Linked DNA regions of Danio rerio: region 2 is linked to region 1. A link is a contact called in public Hi-C data. All regions are on one chromosome and are shown on one strand. Each heading gives the region's core, a stretch centred on a gene start, on an enhancer-like site or on the middle of the called end of the contact. The rest is flanking DNA. Distances are from core to core; before and after follow the strand shown.

Evidence for each region. A called contact is a pair of places that touch in the nucleus more often than the background predicts.
Region 2: a Hi-C map of embryo shows a contact between it and region 1, with 2.6 times the contacts expected there. The contact joins the promoter of yju2 here to the enhancer-like site in region 1. A contact is called at or near these places in 1 of 18 Hi-C or Micro-C datasets (embryo) and 1 of 4 datasets of contacts at active chromatin or transcription factors (embryo).

Annotation. Positions count from the first base shown.
Region 1 is chr2:55,104,846-55,108,558 of GRCz12tu, forward strand. No RefSeq gene overlaps it. Among named protein-coding and RNA genes, the nearest start is that of tgm1l1, 9.6 kb to the left of the region's middle. Within about 2 kb of position 2,121, at least 8 of the 62 cell types and tissues checked have an H3K27ac peak or open chromatin away from gene starts, as enhancers often do.
Region 2 is chr2:55,436,758-55,440,765 of GRCz12tu, forward strand. yju2 (YJU2 splicing factor homolog) reads left to right here and starts at 1,906. Exons shown (of 8, transcript NM_001110833.1): 1 at 1,906-2,079; 2 at 2,429-2,529. The coding sequence starts at 2,056.

The DNA of each region.
Region 1 (3,713 bases), core at 871-3,370:
ATTCAACAAGGTACTGGAAATATTCCTCAGAGATTTTGCTCCACACTGACATGACAGCATCACACAGCTGCAGATTTGGCAGCTGCACATTCATGGTGAAAATCTCCAGTTCCAACACATCCCTCGGGTGGTCTATTGGATTGAGATCTGCTGACTGTGGAGGCCCTTTGAGTACAGTGAACTCATTGTCATGTTCAAGAAACCAGTCTGAGATGATTCATGCTTTATGAAATGGTGCATTATCCTGCTGAAAGTAGCCATCAGGAGATGGGTACACTGTGGTCATAAAGGGATGGACATGGTCAGCAATACTCAGGTAGGCTGTGGCGTTGACACAATGCTCTGTTGGTACTAATGGGCCCAAAGTGGGCCATTACACCACCACCACCTGCCTGAACCATTGATACCAGGCAGGATGGATCCATGCTTTCATGTTGTTGATGAAATATTCTGACCCTATTATCTGAATGTCGCAGCAGAAATGGAGACTCATCAGATCAAGCAACGTTTCTCCAATCTTTTATCGTCCAGTTTTGGTGAGCCTGTGGCAATTGTAGCCTCAGTTTCCTGTTCTTAGCTGAGTTAAGAGGAGTGGCAGCCGGTGTGGTCTTCTACTGCTGTAGCTCATCTGCCACAAGGTTTTATGTGTTGTGTGTTCAGAGATGCTGTTTCGCAGAACTCAGTTGTAACGAGTGGTTATTTGAGTTACTGTTGCCTTTCTATTAACTGGAACCGGTCTGGTCATTCTCCTCTGATATCAACAAGGCATTTGCGCCCACAGAATTGCCGCTCACTGGATATTTTCTTTTTTCAGACCATTCTTTGTAAACCCTAGAGATGGTTGTGCATAAAAATCCCAGTAGATCAGCAGTTTCTAAAATACTCAGATCAGCCCTTCTGGCACCAACAACCATGCCACATTCAAAGTCACTTAAATCCCCTTTCTTCCCCATTCTGATGCTCGTTTTGAACTGCAGCAAGTCGTCTTGACCAGGCCTATATGCCTAAATGCATTGAGCTGCTGCCATGTGATTGGCTGATTAGAAATTTGCGTTAATAAACAGTGGGACAGGTGTACCTAATAAAGTGAGTGTATGTTAGATTAGTCAGTACTGAAGCCAAATCTGGAGCTAATCTAACTAAATAACGCATGACAACAGTCCAAAATGAGTACACCAAAATGATATGTTAGGGAAAAATATTAAATAAACATTTAAAAAAGCTAAGTTTAAGAGAAGCAAAAACTATATAAAACTTAGTTGAGTAAGTATTTTTTCCAATATTTTGCATGAATTTAAATGTACCATATGTTTATTTTTTAATATGTTTGGTGACTTAAATATTATTTTAATAAATTGCAAAATTATTTTATGTATTTTATGTATGAATGTATCAAATTATTTGACCTATATTTACTGAGAAATGGATGAAAATACTTCATAATTTATGTTGAGCACCATAGTCAGAATTATTGGCCCCCTTTAGATTTTTTTCGTCTTTTTTAAAAATATTTCCCAAATGATGTTTAACAGATTAAGGGAATTTTCACAGTATGTCTATTAATATTGTTTTCCTGTGGAGAAAGTCTTATTTGTTTTATTGCGGCTAGAATAAAAGCAGTTTTTCATTTTTTAAACACCATTTTAAGGTCAAAATTATTAGCCTCTTTAAGCTATATTTTTTCTCGATAGTCGACAGAACAAACCTGTTATACAATAACTTGCCTAATTACCCTAACCTGCCTGGTTAATCTATTTACCCTAGTTAAGCCTTTAAATATCACTTCAAGCTGAATACTAGTATCTTGAAAAATATCTAGTCAAATATTATTCACTGTCATCATGGCAAAGATAAAAGAAATCATTTATTAGAAATTAGTAATTAAAACTATTATGTTTGGAAAAATCTTCTCTTCGTTAAATAGAAATTAGGGGAAAAAATAATCAGTGGGGCTAATAATTCAACTGTATATATTTTAATACAATATATAGGTGATAAACTTGACTGAGCTATTTTGTGCAGCTTTAAACCTAAGAGAGAGAAAAGGGTGGACAAAGTACCATTACAAAACTTGACGTCAAGACAAAGGGAGTTGCGCAACTTGAAGTGAATACGCACAGGAAATGAGTGAGAGCGATATGGGCAAAGTTTACCACTCCTGTCTGATTCATATGGTTATATGTCATAATACATACAGCACCATATATCATAACATTGATTCTAAATAATGTCATTCATGATTGCACGGATTGCATTTATATTAGACCTGTCATTGTTCTCAGACACGCCCAATCACAGAGCAGCGATGATGTCAAAAATGCGTCACTGGAGAGAACTCGCACTGAAATTAGTCAATCTGATGGCTTGATTTGATAGTGAAGACAAGTATTTGCAATATGCTCATTTAGATTTCATTAGAAAAAAGGAAACAATATTGTTCTTTAGAAATATTGCATAGTAAAAAGAAATGAGAGCATACACTTGCATATGTTATATGCAAAGTATCAAAGACTTAGATGATCACTTTTTATTTTAATGCATAACTTACGCATTTATTTTTGTATTCATTCACTCATTCATTTTCTTGTCGGCTTAGTCCCTTTATTAATCCAGGGTCGCCACAGCGGAATGAACCGCCAACTTATCCAGCAAGCTTTTACGCAGCGGATGCCCTTCCAGCCGCAACCCATGTCTGGGAAACATCCACACACACATTCACACACACTCTCATACACTACGGACAATTTAGCCTCCCCAATTCACCTGTACCACATGTCTTTGGACTGTGGGGGACACCGGAGGACCCGGAGGAAACCCATGCGAAGGCAGGGAGAACATGCAAACTCCACATAGAAACGCCAACTGAACCAGCGACCTTCTTGCTGTGAGCGAACGTGCTACCCACTGCCTCGCCTATTTTTGTATTATATTCATTATTTTTTAAAGTCCTCTAGCCTTCTAAATCAATTAGTTTAAACAAATTGTTTTGACTTTCGAAATGTAACACTACAATATATTTCCAGATTTCTTGTTTACATATTTACATCACTGAAGTGCAAATGTTCAGTTATTTATATTTACAGTACTGAAATGCAATTGTCTGAAGTTATTTATATTTTCATATTTACAGCTTTATCTATATTTATATTTCTTACATTACTTTAATGCAAATGTCTATAGTTATTAATATTCCCATAGTTAAGTTTTATACATTTATATATGTATAATTTACATAATATTTTACACCAGAAAATAGTTTTGCTGTTTGTTCAAACTATTTATTTAAAATGAACTTTTAGGGGGGATTTCAATTTGTAAAAAAAAAAAAAAAAGAAACTATTAAGTTAACTTAATTCCTTCATGCCGTCCCAACACAAATCAATTGTGTGAAACCCGGCATTTATTACACTGTATGTTTAAATGTTTACATAACTTTATATTTCTGTAGTGTAGGCAACACTGTATAAAAACATTAACAATGAATACACACACTTAAAAAACGATGTTTGTTTGCTCAAACTTCTCATATTAAATAAGCTGAAACAACACAATTCTTGAGTTTTCTTTAAGACAACTTAATTGTTCAATGTTAAATCCACTTAAATTTGTATAAACTAATAAGTTAAACTAAATAAGTTAAACTAATAAGCACAAATTGATTGTGTGGAGCCCTGCATGTTTTGCAGTGCAGTTACAGTGCATCCGGACAGTAT
Region 2 (4,008 bases), core at 656-3,155, 330 kb after region 1:
CATGCAAACTCTAGACAGAAATGCCAGCTGACCCAGCTGGGACTCGAACCAGCGACCTTCTTGCTGTGAGGTGACAGTGCCAACCACTGTGTCGCCCTAAATTACTAACATTTGACAATTTTTTATTTTATGCTGATGTGTGTTTAATGTAATGTGGACTTGGAGAAGGCATTCGAATGAATGAATGAATGAATGAATGAATGAATGAATATGAGGATGAATGAATGACTGACTGACTGACTGACTGACTGACTGACTGACTGACTGACTGACTGAATGAATGAATGAATGAGTTAATGAATTAATGAATAAATTAATATGAGGATGTATGAATGAATAAATGAAGGAATGAAAGAAAGAAAGAATGAATGAATATGAGGATAAATGTATGAATGAATGAATGAATGAATGAATAAGTTAGTGAATGAATGAATAAATGAATATGAGGATGTATGAATGAATGAATGAATGAATGAATGAGTAAATTAATGAATTAATGAATAAATGAATATGAGGATGTATGAATGAATGAATGAATATGAGGATAAATGTATGAATGAATGAATGAATGAATAAGTTAGTGAATGAATGAATAAATGAATATGAGGATGTATGAATGAATGAATGAATGAATATGAGGATGAATGAATGAATGAATGAATGAATGAATGAATGAATGAACGAACGAATGAATGAATGAATGAATGAATGAGTAAGTTAATGAATTAATGAATAAATGAATATGAGGATGTATGAATGAATGAATGAATGAATATGAGGATAAATGTATGAAGGAATGAATGAATAAGTTAGTGAATGAATGAATAAATGAATATGAGGATGTATGAATGAATGAATGAATGAATGAATGAATGAATGAATGAATGAATGAATATGAGGATGAATGTATGAATGAATGAATGAATAAGTTAGTGAATGAATGAATAAGTTAGTGAATGAATGAATAAATGAATATGAGGATGTATGAATGAATGAATGAATGAATGAATGAATATGAGGATAAATGTATGAATGAATAAGTTAGTGAACGAATGAATAAATGAATATGAGGATGTATGAATGAATGAATGAATGAATGAATGAAGGAATGAATGAATGAATGACTTGGACACGCAGTTTAAAATCCACCCTCGTTTTAATGTTAAAAGTATATCAGATAAGTGTGATGAGTGTAAAGTTGCAGAAGATGTTTATGAAGTATGTACATTATTATGAAGTGTATCAAATATAAATCAGAAAGGAGGAAAAAAATTTATGATTTAGAACAATCATGGAATTTGAAATGATTATTGGGGCAATGAGAAAAATGTGGGAAATTAGCAAAGCTACCTTGAATTTCCTCAGAGATGCAGGACTGGAGCATATTATAATGGTCTTTTAGGAAAATGGTAGGATTTTTAACATTAATATTGTTAATTTTTATTTATCTTTGTAACCATAAAATGTACATGAGGGGCTGCACGGTGGCGCAGTGAGTAGCATGATCGCCTCACAGCAAGGTCGCTTATTCAAGCCTCGGCTGGGTCAGTTGTCATTTCTGTGTGGAGTTTGCATGTTCTCCCCGTGTTGGCATGGGTCCAAAGACATGTGGTACAGGTGAATTGGGTAGGCGGCTAAAGTTGTCCGTAGTGTATGTGCGTGAATGAGTGTGTATGGATCTTTCTTAGTCATGGGTTGCAGCTGGAAGGGTATCTGCTACGTAAAAAAAACATATGCTGTGTAAGTTGGCAGTTCATTCCGCTGTGGCGACCCCTGATTAACAAGGGGACTAATAAATTGAATGAATGAAAATGTACATGAACTCTTGAAATTGCATGTCCCGGAACCATAGGTGGCGGTATGCTCCTAAACAAGTTGGTGGAGATCCACAATTTGTCTCATGTAATGCCATCGTTCTGCCGGTGGTGGCAGCACTGCAGCTCGAAAGTGACCGATACACACAGTCGAGGAAGAAACCTCCAGATCAGTGTGCTAACACGCATTTGAGCATTAACTTATCTTCTTAGTTTAAGTTTTACTCAGTTAAAGAGAACCATGTCGGAAAGAAAAGTTTTAAATGTAAGTATATCCATCTTTAATTGACTACTGTTGTTGTGCTGCGACTTACGGTTGAATTAAAAAGTAACGTACTGCTGCTAACAGCAAGCTAATGAAGTAGCATCGCAATGTTTACGTCTATTTAATAAAAGTCTGATGAACTCATTTTAAATATGAGGTCATGTTTCTGGTGCACTTAAGACTTATGTTAAATCTAGTGCACTTAAAATTCATGTTTGTTATAAAAACGTTAGTTAATGCTCTCGAATGAATCCTCAAATAAGTGTTTACGGAGTGCACTACTGTAAGTTAGTAAATTTGTCATATTATGCTAACGTTAACTTAACGTTATGTCTTTGTTTTTCCTCAGAAATACTATCCCCCGGATTTTGATCCGTCTAAAATCCCTAAACTTAAACTTCCCAAAGACCGTCAGTATGTGGTCAGATTGATGGCACCGTTCAATATGAGGTGAGACGATTTATGTGAATGTATGCATATATGTTGAAGTCTGTTTTACAGTATATTCGTTCAGTGACAGCTTGTGACATGCTCCTTAATGTTTAACATGGTACTTTGAATATTCGGTCTGAAATCTCATGCAAGTATGACGTGATAACAACATTAGCAATATTATTAGTGTGTGTATTAATATTTCAATACACTCACGGTCACTTTATTAGGTACACCTTAATAGTACCAGGTTAGACCCCGTTGAGAACTGCCTTCGTGTCATAAATTCAACAAGGTACTGAAAATATTCCTCAGAGATTTTGGTCCATATTGACATGATAGCATCACACAGCTGCAGATTTGTCGGCTGCACATCCATGATGCCAATCTCCTTCCACCACATCCCGAAGGTGCTCTATTGGATTAAGATCTGGTGATTGTGGAAGCCATTTGAGTACAGTGAACTCTTCATGTTCAAGAAACCCGTCTGAGATGATTCATGCTTTATGACATGGTGTGTTATCCTGCTGCAATTAGTCATCAGAAGATGAGTACACTGTGGTCATAAAAGGATGGACATGGTCAGCAATACTCAGGTATACTGTGGCGTTGACACAGTGCTCAATTGGTACTAATAGACCCAAAATGTGCAAAGAAAATATCCCCCACACCATCACACCACCACCACCAGCCTGAACTGTTGATACAAGCAGTGTGGATCCATGTTTTTATGTTGTTGATGCCAATTTCTGACCCGACTAATCCGAATGTCGCCACTGAAATCGAGACTCATCAGACCAGGTATTGTTTTTACAATCTTATATTCAATTTTGGTGAGCCTGTGTGAAATTTAGCCTCAGTGTCCTGTTCTTAGCTGACAGGAGTGGCACCTGCTGTGGTCTTCTTTGGGATAATATAAAAATCTTTGCGTGTGAAAATCCCAGTAGATCAGCAGTTTCTGAAATACTTAGACCAGCCCGTCTGGCACCAACAACCATGCCACGTTTCTTCAATCACCTTTTTCCTCCATTTTGATGCTCGGTTTAAACTGCAGCAGATCGTCTTGACCATGTCTACATGCTTAAATGCATTGAGTTGCTGCCATGTGCTGATTAGATATTTACATTAACTAGCAGTTGGACAGGTGTACCTAATAAAGTGGCCGGTGAGTGTATATTTGTATATTAATGTGTATTATGAAATTGTATGGCTTTTTTCTTTTTGAAGAGCCTCGGTTATAAGAGACACAGCAGTAACTTTTTTTTATTTTATCAAATATGACAATAAAGTGTATTTACCATGTATACAATTGACACTGGTTTGTTCATGGAGGTTTTATCTACAGGTGAACCATTGAATATTTTTTAAACATTTTGCAGAAACAAAAGTAAAGTGCTTTTACAATTTATATTTGCATAGTATTAGACTTCTATTCAACAATTGTTTTGATGCTTGAAAGCCCCTTTTTACCATTTTTCACCCATATATCACATAAAA